Regions from separate parts of the Mus musculus genome. Here region 2 is linked to region 1. The links are chromatin contacts, called in public Micro-C maps. All regions are on one chromosome and are shown on one strand. The core of a region is the stretch at or near the end of the contact, and the rest is flanking DNA. Distances in the headings are between cores, read along the strand shown. Region 1 holds the start of Cyp26a1 (cytochrome P450, family 26, subfamily a, polypeptide 1). Region 2 holds the start of Nkx2-3 (NK2 homeobox 3).

What was found. A called contact is a pair of places that touch in the nucleus more often than the background predicts.
Region 2: a Micro-C map of embryonic stem cells shows a contact between it and region 1, with 15 times the contacts expected there. The contact joins the promoter of Nkx2-3 here to the promoter of Cyp26a1 in region 1. A contact is called at or near these places in 3 of 484 Hi-C or Micro-C datasets (embryonic stem cells and epiblasts).

What each region holds. Positions count from the first base shown.
Region 1 is chr19:37,695,629-37,701,510 of GRCm38.p6, forward strand. Cyp26a1 (cytochrome P450, family 26, subfamily a, polypeptide 1) reads left to right here and starts at 2,180. Exons shown (of 7, transcript NM_007811.2): 1 at 2,180-2,470; 2 at 2,663-2,887; 3 at 3,153-3,443; 4 at 3,523-3,681; 5 at 4,268-4,402; 6 at 4,990-5,142; 7 at 5,382-5,882. The coding sequence starts at 2,282. The coding sequence ends at 5,723. It overlaps Gm32342 (a long non-coding RNA gene), which reads right to left and starts at 1,918. Exons shown (of 3, transcript XR_003952929.1): 1 at 1,532-1,918; 2 at 1,100-1,235.
Region 2 is chr19:43,609,726-43,615,607 of GRCm38.p6, forward strand. Nkx2-3 (NK2 homeobox 3) reads left to right here and starts at 2,600. Exons shown (of 2, transcript NM_008699.2): 1 at 2,600-3,124; 2 at 4,581-5,882. The coding sequence starts at 2,776. The coding sequence ends at 5,320. Gm20467 (a long non-coding RNA gene) reads right to left here and starts at 2,331. Exons shown (of 4, transcript XR_001782682.2): 1 at 2,077-2,331; 2 at 1,377-1,465; 3 at 677-1,185; 4 at 1-121.

The DNA of each region.
Region 1 (5,882 bases), core at 930-3,429:
TCAAGTTCTTATTGGGCTGGTAGTTTATGGACCTCCCTCGCCCTTGCCCTTGGAGATTTAAAATGATCTTACACTCTAACATTTAATGTTTTTCTACCAGGCGGCCCGCGGATCTTGATAGCCAGTTAGATTTCGTATTTATTTTTTAAGTATTGTTTTTTTTTCCTTGTGGCCATTTCCAGAGTGCTAGCTAGCCGGGCTCATGTTGTAAACAGGAGCAGGCTGAACTTGGTGGGGTGGCCCGGCAGAGTTCACTGAGATGTCACGGTCCGGCCTGCAGGGGTCACAGGCGGGTCAGGCTAAAGGATTGGGAATGGGCCCCAGGTCACGCCCCCGCTGGCCTGGCCGGGTTTGCACACCGGGCCGGAGGCGCTCTCCAGAAAGGGGCGGACCGAAGTTTCTGAGAATTACCCCCAGCACAATTCGTTTGCGTTCCTGCCGGTGCCAGAAATCGGTTCTCATTCTTTACAGTAACCAAATCATTACAAGATATGACAGTGGCAGCGCCCGCCTCCCCAGAGCCTCTGAAAAGCTGGTTAGAGATAGTTATAGGGAACCACTGAGTCCCCGAAATACAACCCATGGGCATCCCGGCTTAGAGAGTTGCTAAGTTTGTGCTGCCCGCAGGACCTTTGAGGTCATTTTATGACACCCCCAACTCCAGGGAGACGTTTAGGAACCACCGCAGGAGACCACATATTGAACAGCTTTCAAAAAGCAAGTTTTTCATCCCCAATGGACTCTTCCCAAGGGCTGCGGGTGTGTTTTCGCTAGAGCCCATGTTCAGTTCTAAACAAACACACGTCATTCTGTTAGTTTTCCGCGCCACTGGTGCATTCAGTGCCCAAATCAAGGCAATGTGTGGTGCTGACTGGCCAAAGCTTTGTGGCGGGAGGACATGAGAAGCCTTGTGTGTGTGTGTGTGTGTGTGTGTGTGCGCGCGCGCGCGCGCGCGCACACGCACCACGCAGTTCCCCTGTGCCCGTTAGTTATTGACTGAAGGAGCTGACGATTGAAGTTTCACAGTCAACCCCCAGTGGATTCCCATAACGTTCCCAATGGCCTGTGCCAGAAGCATAGGTCCAAACAACCCTCTTACCAGGCTCCGTGGCTTTACAGTGGATGGGATCTGGGAGAGTAGAGGGAAGGTTCTAGAACCCTGAAACCAGACCACTCTATTAGCGAACTCACAGCTGCCTTGTGGTGTAGACGAAGTGGAAACGATCAACTTTGTCCTAAGAGAAACAGACAGCCTGGTGACTCACCCAAGATACAGGCGAGCCAAGGTGGAAAGGGGGGTTTCCTCCCTGTATTCCTCCCCATATCTGCCTGGACTGGGGGCCCTCTTCCCGGCCGCTTGGCTGAGGTTGCAAGCCCCAGGGCTATAGGAATTGGGCCGGCTTGGCGGTATTACTACAGTGGAGGTTGACTTTGGAGCCTCTGGTCTCCTTAGTACCCCACCAGGGCTTAGAGAAGGGAGTCAGGCATGTGCAAGGCTGCACCTGGGGGTCCCAGAGACCTGGAGGCTTACTTGCTTTGAACTCGAAAGCAGGATTTTCCAAGTCTTCATGCGCTGGCTCGCCTGTGGGGCCCTGGAAAGCTAGCGTCCACGATCCGCCAGTCATACTTGACCTCCGAGACCGGCTAGGACCCTCGCCCTGGGATCTTCTTGGGATCCTCCCAGATCAGGAAGCGTTTGGAATCTCATTTACTCAACCGGTGGGTCAAGTCCATTGAACGATGATTCTTGAACGCGCTTTCCAAGCCAATGGAAAAGAGCCCACGAGGCGCCTGTGAATGGTGAGCTGGGAAGGCTTCGGGCTCGGGCAGCTGGTTCGACCCGGCTCGAGGGACAGCAGAGAGACAGCTAGGAAACCCAGGACTCCAAATTCCCACTTCTTGGAACCCCGATCCACAACCCACTCCCCCCGCCCCCTCCCCCGCCCGAAGCCGCACCGTGGTAACTCGGAGCTCTGCACACCTAGGACAAGGAAAGAGGTGTTCCTAGTCCCGCACCCCCAGGAGGCGCGCTCAGAGGGAAGCCGCCAGTGCGCCGCCTCTGCCTCGGCGCGGAACAAACGGTTAAAGATTTTTTTGGGCAGCGCCTCGAGGGGGGAGGAGCCAGGGGCCCGATCCGCAATTAAAGATGAACTTTGGGTGAACTAATTTGTCTGACCAAGGTAACGTGGGCAGTAACCTGGGCGGCCTTATAAAGAGGGCGCGCGGCGGGGTTCGGAGCTAGGGCGGCGGCGGCAGGTGGCGCGGGAGGCTGAAGCGTGCCATGGGGCTCCCGGCGCTGCTGGCCAGTGCGCTCTGCACCTTCGTGCTGCCGCTGCTGCTCTTCCTGGCGGCGCTCAAGCTCTGGGACCTGTACTGTGTGAGCAGCCGCGATCGCAGCTGCGCCCTCCCCTTGCCCCCCGGTACCATGGGCTTCCCATTCTTTGGGGAAACATTGCAGATGGTGCTTCAGGTAAGGGAGCTCGGGAAGGGACCTGACGCTTCCCCCGGAGTCCGCCTCAGCTCTGGGCCTGGGCTGAAGGTGGGATAAGTGTCCTCGCGAGGGAGGCGACCACGGCTTGGAAGAGGGGCTAGACGGAGACCAGATGCTCCCCGGCGCCCCCTCATGCGGGTTGCGGGTCTCTCTCCTCCACCTCCCTCTCAGCGGAGGAAGTTTCTGCAGATGAAGCGCAGGAAATACGGCTTCATCTACAAGACGCATCTGTTTGGGCGGCCCACGGTGCGGGTGATGGGCGCGGATAATGTGCGGCGCATCTTGCTGGGAGAGCACCGGTTGGTGTCGGTGCACTGGCCCGCGTCGGTGCGCACCATCCTGGGCGCTGGCTGCCTCTCCAACCTGCACGATTCCTCGCACAAGCAGCGAAAGAAGGTGAGGGTGAGCTGGCAACTCCTTGGCTGGCAGGGAGACCTCATCCTATGGCTTGGTTCAGGCAAATAGATGCGGGGCGAGGGCTAGTCCTATGTGGTGGGGACCAGGACCCTCTCTATCTGAGATCCACTTTAGCTTTTCTGCTAGCACGTGGGTTAGTCCTGGGGGGACTGAAATTCTTGAAAGGGTACTCGGAAAGGCGAAGGGGGGGGGGCTGAGGGAAAGTAGAGGATTGTAACACTCTCTGCTCCTGGGGGGTGCTCAGGTGATTATGCAGGCCTTCAGCCGCGAGGCACTCCAGTGCTACGTGCCCGTGATCGCTGAGGAAGTCAGCAGTTGTCTGGAGCAGTGGCTAAGCTGCGGCGAGCGCGGCCTCCTGGTCTACCCCGAGGTGAAGCGCCTCATGTTCCGCATCGCCATGCGCATCCTGCTGGGCTGCGAGCCGGGTCCAGCGGGCGGCGGGGAGGACGAGCAGCAGCTCGTGGAGGCTTTCGAGGAGATGACCCGCAATCTCTTCTCTCTTCCCATTGACGTGCCCTTTAGCGGCCTGTACCGGGTAAGGGCGGTTTGCGGAGTCGGAGTAGGGGAACGCAAGCTCGGGCATCCGCTCACCGCCACGCTCTCTCCGCGCTCAGGGCGTGAAGGCGCGGAACCTTATACACGCGCGCATCGAGGAGAACATTCGCGCCAAGATCCGCCGGCTTCAGGCTACAGAGCCGGATGGGGGTTGCAAGGACGCGCTGCAGCTCCTGATTGAGCACTCGTGGGAGAGGGGAGAGAGGCTGGATATGCAGGTGAGAAGCAATTTCAAAAGGTGCCAAGGGCCGGGGAGTGCCTCTGACTTTCCAGACACACTTTCTGGGGGTCTCCAAAGCCCTGTCAAGGCCCCAGCTACTTCCAAGTGGGCGGCGATGCTAGGTCTAGAGCTTTTCAACCTGTGGGTCGTGACCCCTTCACGGAGCCAAACAACCCTTTCAGAAGGGTCGCCTAAGAGCATCTGCATATCCGATATTTACATCAAGAAACATAACAGTAGCAAAATTACCGTTATGAAGTAGCAACAAAGATAATTTTATCGTTGGGGGTCACCACAACACGAGGAACCGTATTAAAGGGTGGCATTGGTCTAGAGAGCTGTGGAAGGGGGTGGCTGAGCAATGGGGAAGATCCCAAAGTTCAAAGGGCAAGGCTCATCTACAAAGGTTAAAGCGGAAGAGCAGGATTAAGGGAGTTTTGCGTTTTTGTTTGTGGTCTTTGACTTTCTATGAACAAAACGGATTTTACCCTTGAAGTCTTCCGTGCAATATTCTCAGGTCAGGTCTTTGTAACAGTGCTATAAACTGCACTCAGATCTGTATAAACTTCCGTTTTTATCCTTAGGCACTAAAACAATCGTCAACAGAGCTCCTCTTTGGTGGTCATGAAACTACAGCCAGTGCTGCGACGTCACTGATCACTTACCTAGGACTCTACCCACATGTCCTCCAGAAAGTTCGAGAAGAGATAAAGAGCAAGGTAGGATGATTCTAGAGGTTCCCCATTTGCCTAGGACATTCCTCTATTAACCACCACCACCACCCCCACTGTATATAAGTTTGCTCGATACACCCAGTACTATGACAGTGAAGATCTGAGAGCTAGGTGGGACTGTGGGGGAGAGACTCCACCTCGTGAATTTAAAAAGGCAGTTGTTTGTACTGGGCTCTCTCTTGGGCAGAATTTGACCCTCTCCTCCTCCTCCTCCTCCTCCTCCTCTTCCTCCTCCACCACCACCACCATCACCACCTTTTATAGAGCAAGGTTCTCCTTTCCCTGACCAAGAACATGAATAATGTGATTAGAGCCAATAGCTGATCAGGGTCGCAGTGTTGGTGAGGGCTCAGGGTATGACCCTTTATATACCTGATAAGCAACATTGTCTGGATAATGGGTTTAGGCTGAGGAAGTGTGGAAAGGAAGGCCATCAGGCCATCAGCTCTTTCCCTTTTATCCTCTCCCATCCAGACGCCTTCAGGTTTAGTTAACAGGTGAGTCCTGCTGGGCTGACTTTTTTTTTGGAGTGCCCAGGGATCCATCACTCACTTTTTTATCTGTTTCCATAGGGCTTACTTTGCAAGAGCAATCAAGACAACAAGTTAGACATGGAAACTTTGGAACAGCTTAAATACACTGGGTGTGTCATTAAGGAGACCCTGCGATTGAATCCTCCGGTTCCAGGAGGGTTTCGGGTTGCTCTGAAGACTTTTGAGCTGAATGTGAGTGCACCTCCTGTCCCCCACCCCCAGCCCTCGTCCACGTCCACTCTGCTATGCTGTTGAGCATCAGCTGCCCAGAGCAGTGGCTCACTGCCCTTGACAGTGTCCTGCCTCCTATGGTACTGGGAACCAATTTGCTCTCCTCTCTTAATGCCATCCATGCTAGTAATGACTTTTTGTTGTTGCAAGCTCAGGGCCGGGATTGTCAATTCTTAGGATTTTTTTTTTTTTTTAAACAGGGATACCAGATCCCCAAGGGCTGGAATGTTATTTACAGTATCTGTGACACCCACGATGTGGCAGATATCTTCACTAACAAGGAGGAATTTAATCCCGACCGCTTTATAGTGCCTCATCCAGAGGATGCTTCCCGGTTCAGCTTCATTCCATTTGGAGGAGGCCTTCGGAGCTGTGTAGGCAAAGAGTTTGCAAAAATTCTTCTTAAGATATTTACAGTGGAGCTGGCTAGGCACTGTGATTGGCAGCTTCTAAATGGACCTCCTACAATGAAGACAAGCCCCACTGTGTACCCTGTGGACAATCTCCCTGCAAGATTTACCCACTTCCAGGGAGATATCTGATAGCTATTTCAATTCTTGGACTTATTTGAAGTGTATATTGTTTTTTTTAAAATAGTGTCATGTTGACTTTATTTAATTTCTAAATGTATAGTATGATATTTATGTGTCTCTACTACAGTCCCGTGGTCTTAAATATTAAAATAATGAATTTGTATGATT
Region 2 (5,882 bases), core at 1,350-3,849, 5.9 Mb after region 1:
TGCTGGGATGGGGATGGGAAAGATGGGATTAGGCCATTGATACCACAAACTGGCGCGTTCACCAGAGAATTCTTACAGGCCCGGTCCTGTCCAGCCTGCTCTGAAGCAAGTTGGCCTGGATCTGCAAGAGAGAGAGAGAGAGCTGTCCACGTGTGTTTTGAGGATACTTGACCAGATAGAGGCGGCCAAGGGATTGGGAGGAGACGCCACGCGCCCCTGCAGGTAGGGAGCAGACAGCCATCTGCGCTAGCAGAGAGAAGAGGCCATAGTGAGCCTTCGGCCGCAGCAGGTGTGTGGGTGTTATCACTGAGCTTCAGGCATTGGACAGAGGTGAGGGTAGGGGGGTTCACCCAGCCAGGGTTCTGGGGCAAGGTTTAAGTGAGGCCGACCGCCCTTAGCAAGCAAGAAACCAAGCAAGAAAAATATGCGCTCCCGACAGAAGCAACGGCTTTTTATCTTTTCTTTGGTCCAGATCTTGAAATCACTTGAAAGCTAAGAAAAGTGGAGAGCAGAAAGGAACACAAGCATTTCTCTGCGATGGGTTTTGCCTTGCAGTTGGCTGCAGGGTGGGGAACTGAGACTGGAGCATGGTTTCCTTCTGGTCCTCTGTCTGGCAGCTGGGACGCGCAGCACGCGTCCACTCAAAGTCCCCCACCCTGCAGCGCGGCGCACTCACCCCACCTCTGGATGTTTGAGCTTCGGATCCACAGCAAAACCAGGCACACTCTTCCTTCCCTTGGTGGGCTGGCGGGCCCTTTGTAGAGACCACGGCCTCTGCCCGCAGCGTCTAGTTTCAAGTCTTAGAGCAAAAAGGCTCCTGCGACCAAGGAATGGTTTCAAGGAGCCGGGGCCTAACCACAGATGATCTTTCCCCATCTCCCCCAGAGCACGTGGAGGGAGCCTCGTACCAGCCTCCCGGGTGGCCCCACGAGCTGCCTCCCCGCTGTATTTCCGCTCCCCCCCCAAGAGCCCCGCCTCTCTCTCCTCCCAACCCGCAGTTCTTTCTTTCCAGGACCAAGGGCATCAACTCCTCTCGCTGCCGCCTCGGGGTTCCGCAAGGCCGCTCTCCACGTAATCCGCATTCATGCCCTGTCTACAAGTTTCCTAGGGCGTCGTCCTCGGTCACCGCGCCGCCATCCGGCGAACCCTTCTAGTTGAGGCCGGTCTCTCCCAAACTGTGAGGTTCTACGGGGGCGGGGGGGGGGGGAGGGAGGGAGAGAGAGAGAGAGAGAGAGAGAGAGAGAGAGAGAGAGAGAGAATAAATAAAAGCAAGGGCGGCCTACTGAGGAACCCTACGTTGAAAGCGGAACTAGTTTGGTTTTCCAAGGCCTGCTGCCCACACCTTTTGCTCTTAATCTCACAATAGTGCCCCTTACCACTCAGGGGCTAGGTATGTAGGCGGGTGGATACCAGAAGGTGGTCTCCATCAGGCAGTTTTCTGAATCTGAGGCTGCATTTAGTCTCCCTGCAGAACACAACCACGGTTTCAGAAAGAGAGAAATAAGGCGTTTCAGAAAGTTGAGGCCTAGGCTCGGGCTCCCGATTCCCTTCAGAAGGCTGCCTGAGCTGCAGCCACAGCGGGGGTCCCCTCCCTTCTGAGACCAGAGCCACCCAGTGTGTGCAGTGGAACACCAGCCCGGTCAGAATCAATGCAGGCAACAAACACTGCTCTGACCTCCCACAAAGAACAAGGGTAGTTACAAGTATTGAGCTCTTTGCTTTAAGTAGACAACTGTGCTATGCTTCCGGCCTGGTTATCCTTTAAAAAACAAAAACAAAAAAACTCCAACAATAACCCTAGAAGAGGCAATTCGGCTCCTTTATATTGACCAGGAAACTGAGAACGTCCAAAACCAAATACTGACTCAGGCCAGGCTTCGAAGCATAGAGCCTCTGCACACTAACAGAACTCGGTCGTCTTGTCTTCTACAGACCTGCTCTCTGAAGCCACTTCGAGGGCTGCAAGGGCAAGTACGGTCTGGACCCTGCCCTCAGGGACTCACAATCTAAAGTGACAATCGAGCGGACACTAAGTACAGCTTTGGCACTAGATGGGAGAGTGACAAGTGACATTACTGAGCAAGTTCCGAGGAAGAGGACCTCTAGGTGAGGTGATCTGGCGGAGTTTCCTTGGAGGTATTTAAGCTTTTCCTCGGAGAACAGCTTTCCACTGTGGAAATGAGGGTGGGAAAGGCACTCCAGGTGGCGAGGACAGCTAGAGCAAAGGTGAGGTGGAATTTGACACGTCGCTCATATTTCCACAGATACAACACTCCTCTCCTTAGAAATCCGCAGTCTGGCCTCTCAGAACTGCCCCTGGTCGGGAAGGTGCAGCCAGGTGGAGCGGGAATCGGTGATTCGGACACCCGGTTTTTTGCAGCTTTTCCCACCGCGACTTGGATCTCAGGACCCTATTCTAGTCCCTGTCTATTTCTGGTAGCGCAGCAACATCCCACTGGGTGGACGCAGAGGGCGTGGCCCACATACACAAGAACCAATTGGGAAGGAGGCCAGGATGCCGACCCCGCCCCTTGACGTGACGCAGGGCCCCCGGACAGAGGCTTCACAGCCCCGGCCCCAGTCCTTGCAGTGGCTGTAACAAAACCCAGACCCCCAGGTCCCGGCCAATGGAGGGGATTTAGACTGGACCGCGTCTGTCAAAAGCTCGACTCCGCACCACCGCGGAGTCCAGAAGAAGAGCTGGAGCCACCGCACTCCCTCCCCGCCCCCGCCGGGATTTATTGAGTATTTGGACTGGACAATTAAGTGGCCCTGATGATGTTACCAAGCCCGGTCACCTCCACCCCTTTCTCAGTCAAAGACATTTTGAATCTGGAGCAGCAGCGGCACTTCCACGGAGCTCACTTGCAGGCGGAATTGGAGCAGCACTTCCACTCGGCACCCTGCATGCTGGCCACGGCTGAAGGGACGCAGTTTTCCGATGCAGGGGAGGAGGACGAGGAAGAAGAGGGAGAGAAACTGTCCTATTTGAACTCACTAGCTGCTGCCGAGGGCCATGGAGATTCGGGTCTCTGTCCTCAGAGCTATGTCCATACAGTTCTCCGAGACGCTTGCAGCGGGCCCAAGGAACAAGAAGAGGAGGTTGTGAGCGAACGGAGCCAAAGTGAGTAGAGGGGGAAGGAAACGCGTCCGCACACCTGGGGCAATGGCTCAGCGCCTATAAACCCACAAACCGTGCCTGCATGGCCACCCGCCCCTTTCACATTCGGCTAGGGTCATGCCTATGCCAGGTTCAAGGACAGCTCTGCAAAGCACAGGTACCTGAGATGGTGCTGGGGCGGGGATAAAAGAGAAAGAGAGAACAGCTCTTGCCCGGAGCAGGGACCCGGAGCAGTCCCCGAGGGAAGGAAAAGTGATTATTGCAATCCTGGTTCCTTGAGTAATGAGTGACGGGGGCCCAGAGCCTGGGTCGTAACTTGTCCGTTGTGTGTGTGTTCTCTCGCACACCCATCTTCTCAAAAAAAAAGGGGGGGGTCAGTTTTCTGCCATTTTTCTGTCTTTCTTCTAACGTGAGGTGAATTCAGCGAGGCCAGGGCAGTCACCCCGGCTGTCCCGAAAAGGCAGTGCAAGAATGTTGTGTTTGGGCCATCCTTTCGGGCAAGACTTTGAGAGACACCAGCTTACTTCGGAGCTTGCAGTTCTTACGTTCGAACTGCAAGGAGGAGAGGTGGTGGCCAATGTGTGGGAGCTCGATCCATATCAGATGACGGCAGCAAGTCACACCCAGGAGGTGAAGGCCTCTGAAAAAAAATATCGTAATGCTCGCTTTGTTTCTTATACTGCAGGCGGAGTGGAATGGTTAAAGTTCCTGAATTAGTTCTGAGTGGGATTCTGGCCATTCAGCAGATCAGAGGTGGGGCAGGCAGGAGAATCAGATAATTGAATAAGCCCATAAGGAAATGTCTGAAAGGGAAACAGGATCAAATAATCTCTTCTCCGAGTGGAGATTTGATCTGGCTGAGACCAAAATCTTTTCTCTAACAATTCTCCAGGCCTAACACAGACATGAAACTGTCTAAATCGGTCCATCCAACTGTTTTTCCTCTGTAAGGTAACATACAGATACTGTCACAGACGCGTTCTCAGTAGTTTTGAAAATTAAAAAAAAAATCAATTCTTGAGCTGCACATACGCCTTTCACTTAGATATTTCCAAAGAGAAACAATTTTTGCAATCAACCCATGCATCCAGGCCTCCAGTCCCCAATACCAACTCGTTCCACACCTTCAGGGGAGTGGAAGGCAAACGAGTTTGCAGATACGGGGTCCTGTTCCGCGGTCGCCTGAAAATTGTTATTAGCCCCTGGACCGGCACATTTAATCTATTTTCTCGCTGATGCTCAAATTTAATAAATGCGAGCTAATTACTCTCACCGAATACGCCTTCTCCCGGTGGAGGTGCTCCGCCTGACGCGGGGGGGATGGGGGGGGCGGAATTGGGCTCCAGAAACTATGAACTTTCCCCAAAACTAGCATTTACTACGGGAGTGTTTTGTGCCTCTGGGGCGCAGGGGTGGTATCCTGAGAACTAGAAAGGCTAATGTCTTGCTTCTCCCTTAGAAAGCTGTCAGTTGAAGAAGTCTCTGGAAGCGGCGGGAGACTGTAAGACGAGCGAGGACGGCGAGAGGCCGAAGCCGCGGAGCCGCCGGAAGCCCCGGGTGCTCTTCTCGCAAGCTCAGGTCTTTGAGCTGGAGCGCAGGTTCAAGCAGCAGCGGTACCTGTCGGCGCCCGAGCGCGAGCATCTCGCCAGCAGCCTGAAGCTCACGTCCACGCAGGTGAAAATCTGGTTCCAGAATCGCAGGTACAAGTGCAAGAGACAGCGGCAGGATAAGTCCCTGGAGCTGGGGACGCACGCGCCGCCGCCGCCACCCCGCCGCGTGGCAGTGCCGGTGCTCGTGCGGGACGGCAAGCCGTGCGTCACGCCCAGCGCACAAACCTACGGCTCGCCCTACGGCGTGGGCGCCGGCGCCTACTCCTACAACAGCTTCCCCGCCTACGGCTACGGGAACTCGGCCGCCGCAGCCGCTGCAGCCGCCGCAGCCGCAGCAGCAGCGGCGGCTTACAGCGGCAGCTACGGCTGCGCCTATCCGACCGGTGGCGGCGGTGGTGGTGGCGGCACGGCCTCCGCGGCGACCACCGCCATGCAACCCGCCTGCAGCGCCACCGGCGGTGGATCCTTTGTGAACGTGAGCAACCTGGGAGGCTTCGGCAGCGGCGGCGGCGCGCAACCCTTGCATCAAGGTGCTGCAGCCGGGTCCGCGTGCACGCAGGGGACTTTGCAGGGCATCAGGGCTTGGTAAGGCCTGGGCGGGACACGCGGCGGGCGTCCTACTGCACGCTGGGCACCGCGGGAATGAGACACGAGAAAGGACAGACCCAAGGGCCAGGTCCCCTCGTTAAAATAAAAATACAGACGTATCGCTCCTTCCAAGGGGCCATGGTCGCAGCTCACTCCAGGCCTGGGGCATGGAACTCAGCGGAGAAAGGATGCCCTGGTCCAGTCCTCAAGACTGAGACAGAAACACCGGCCAGGCGCCAGGGAAGAGGTGGCCTCCCATCCTGACTCTGCGGAGAGTGCGGGAGGCTGGGACTCCGGCTGTCGCTTGCTCTCCGGAGGAGGAGGAGGGCTTTTCTCTTCCTGCTTTCCCTTGGCCTTCTCCGAGTGTGGTCCGGGAACCGGACCGAACAAGGGGGGAGGGGGGAGAAAGAAAGAAAGAAAGAAAAAGAACAATTTAAAGAAAAAGAAAGGTAGTTGGAGAGAGAACGTGAAGGAGAGGAAAATGGGGTACTAGCTTGAGAAATTCCACCGATCCGCAGCCCCTTTTGCTTGCCCGGAGCGCCACAACGAAGTGGATTTTTCCT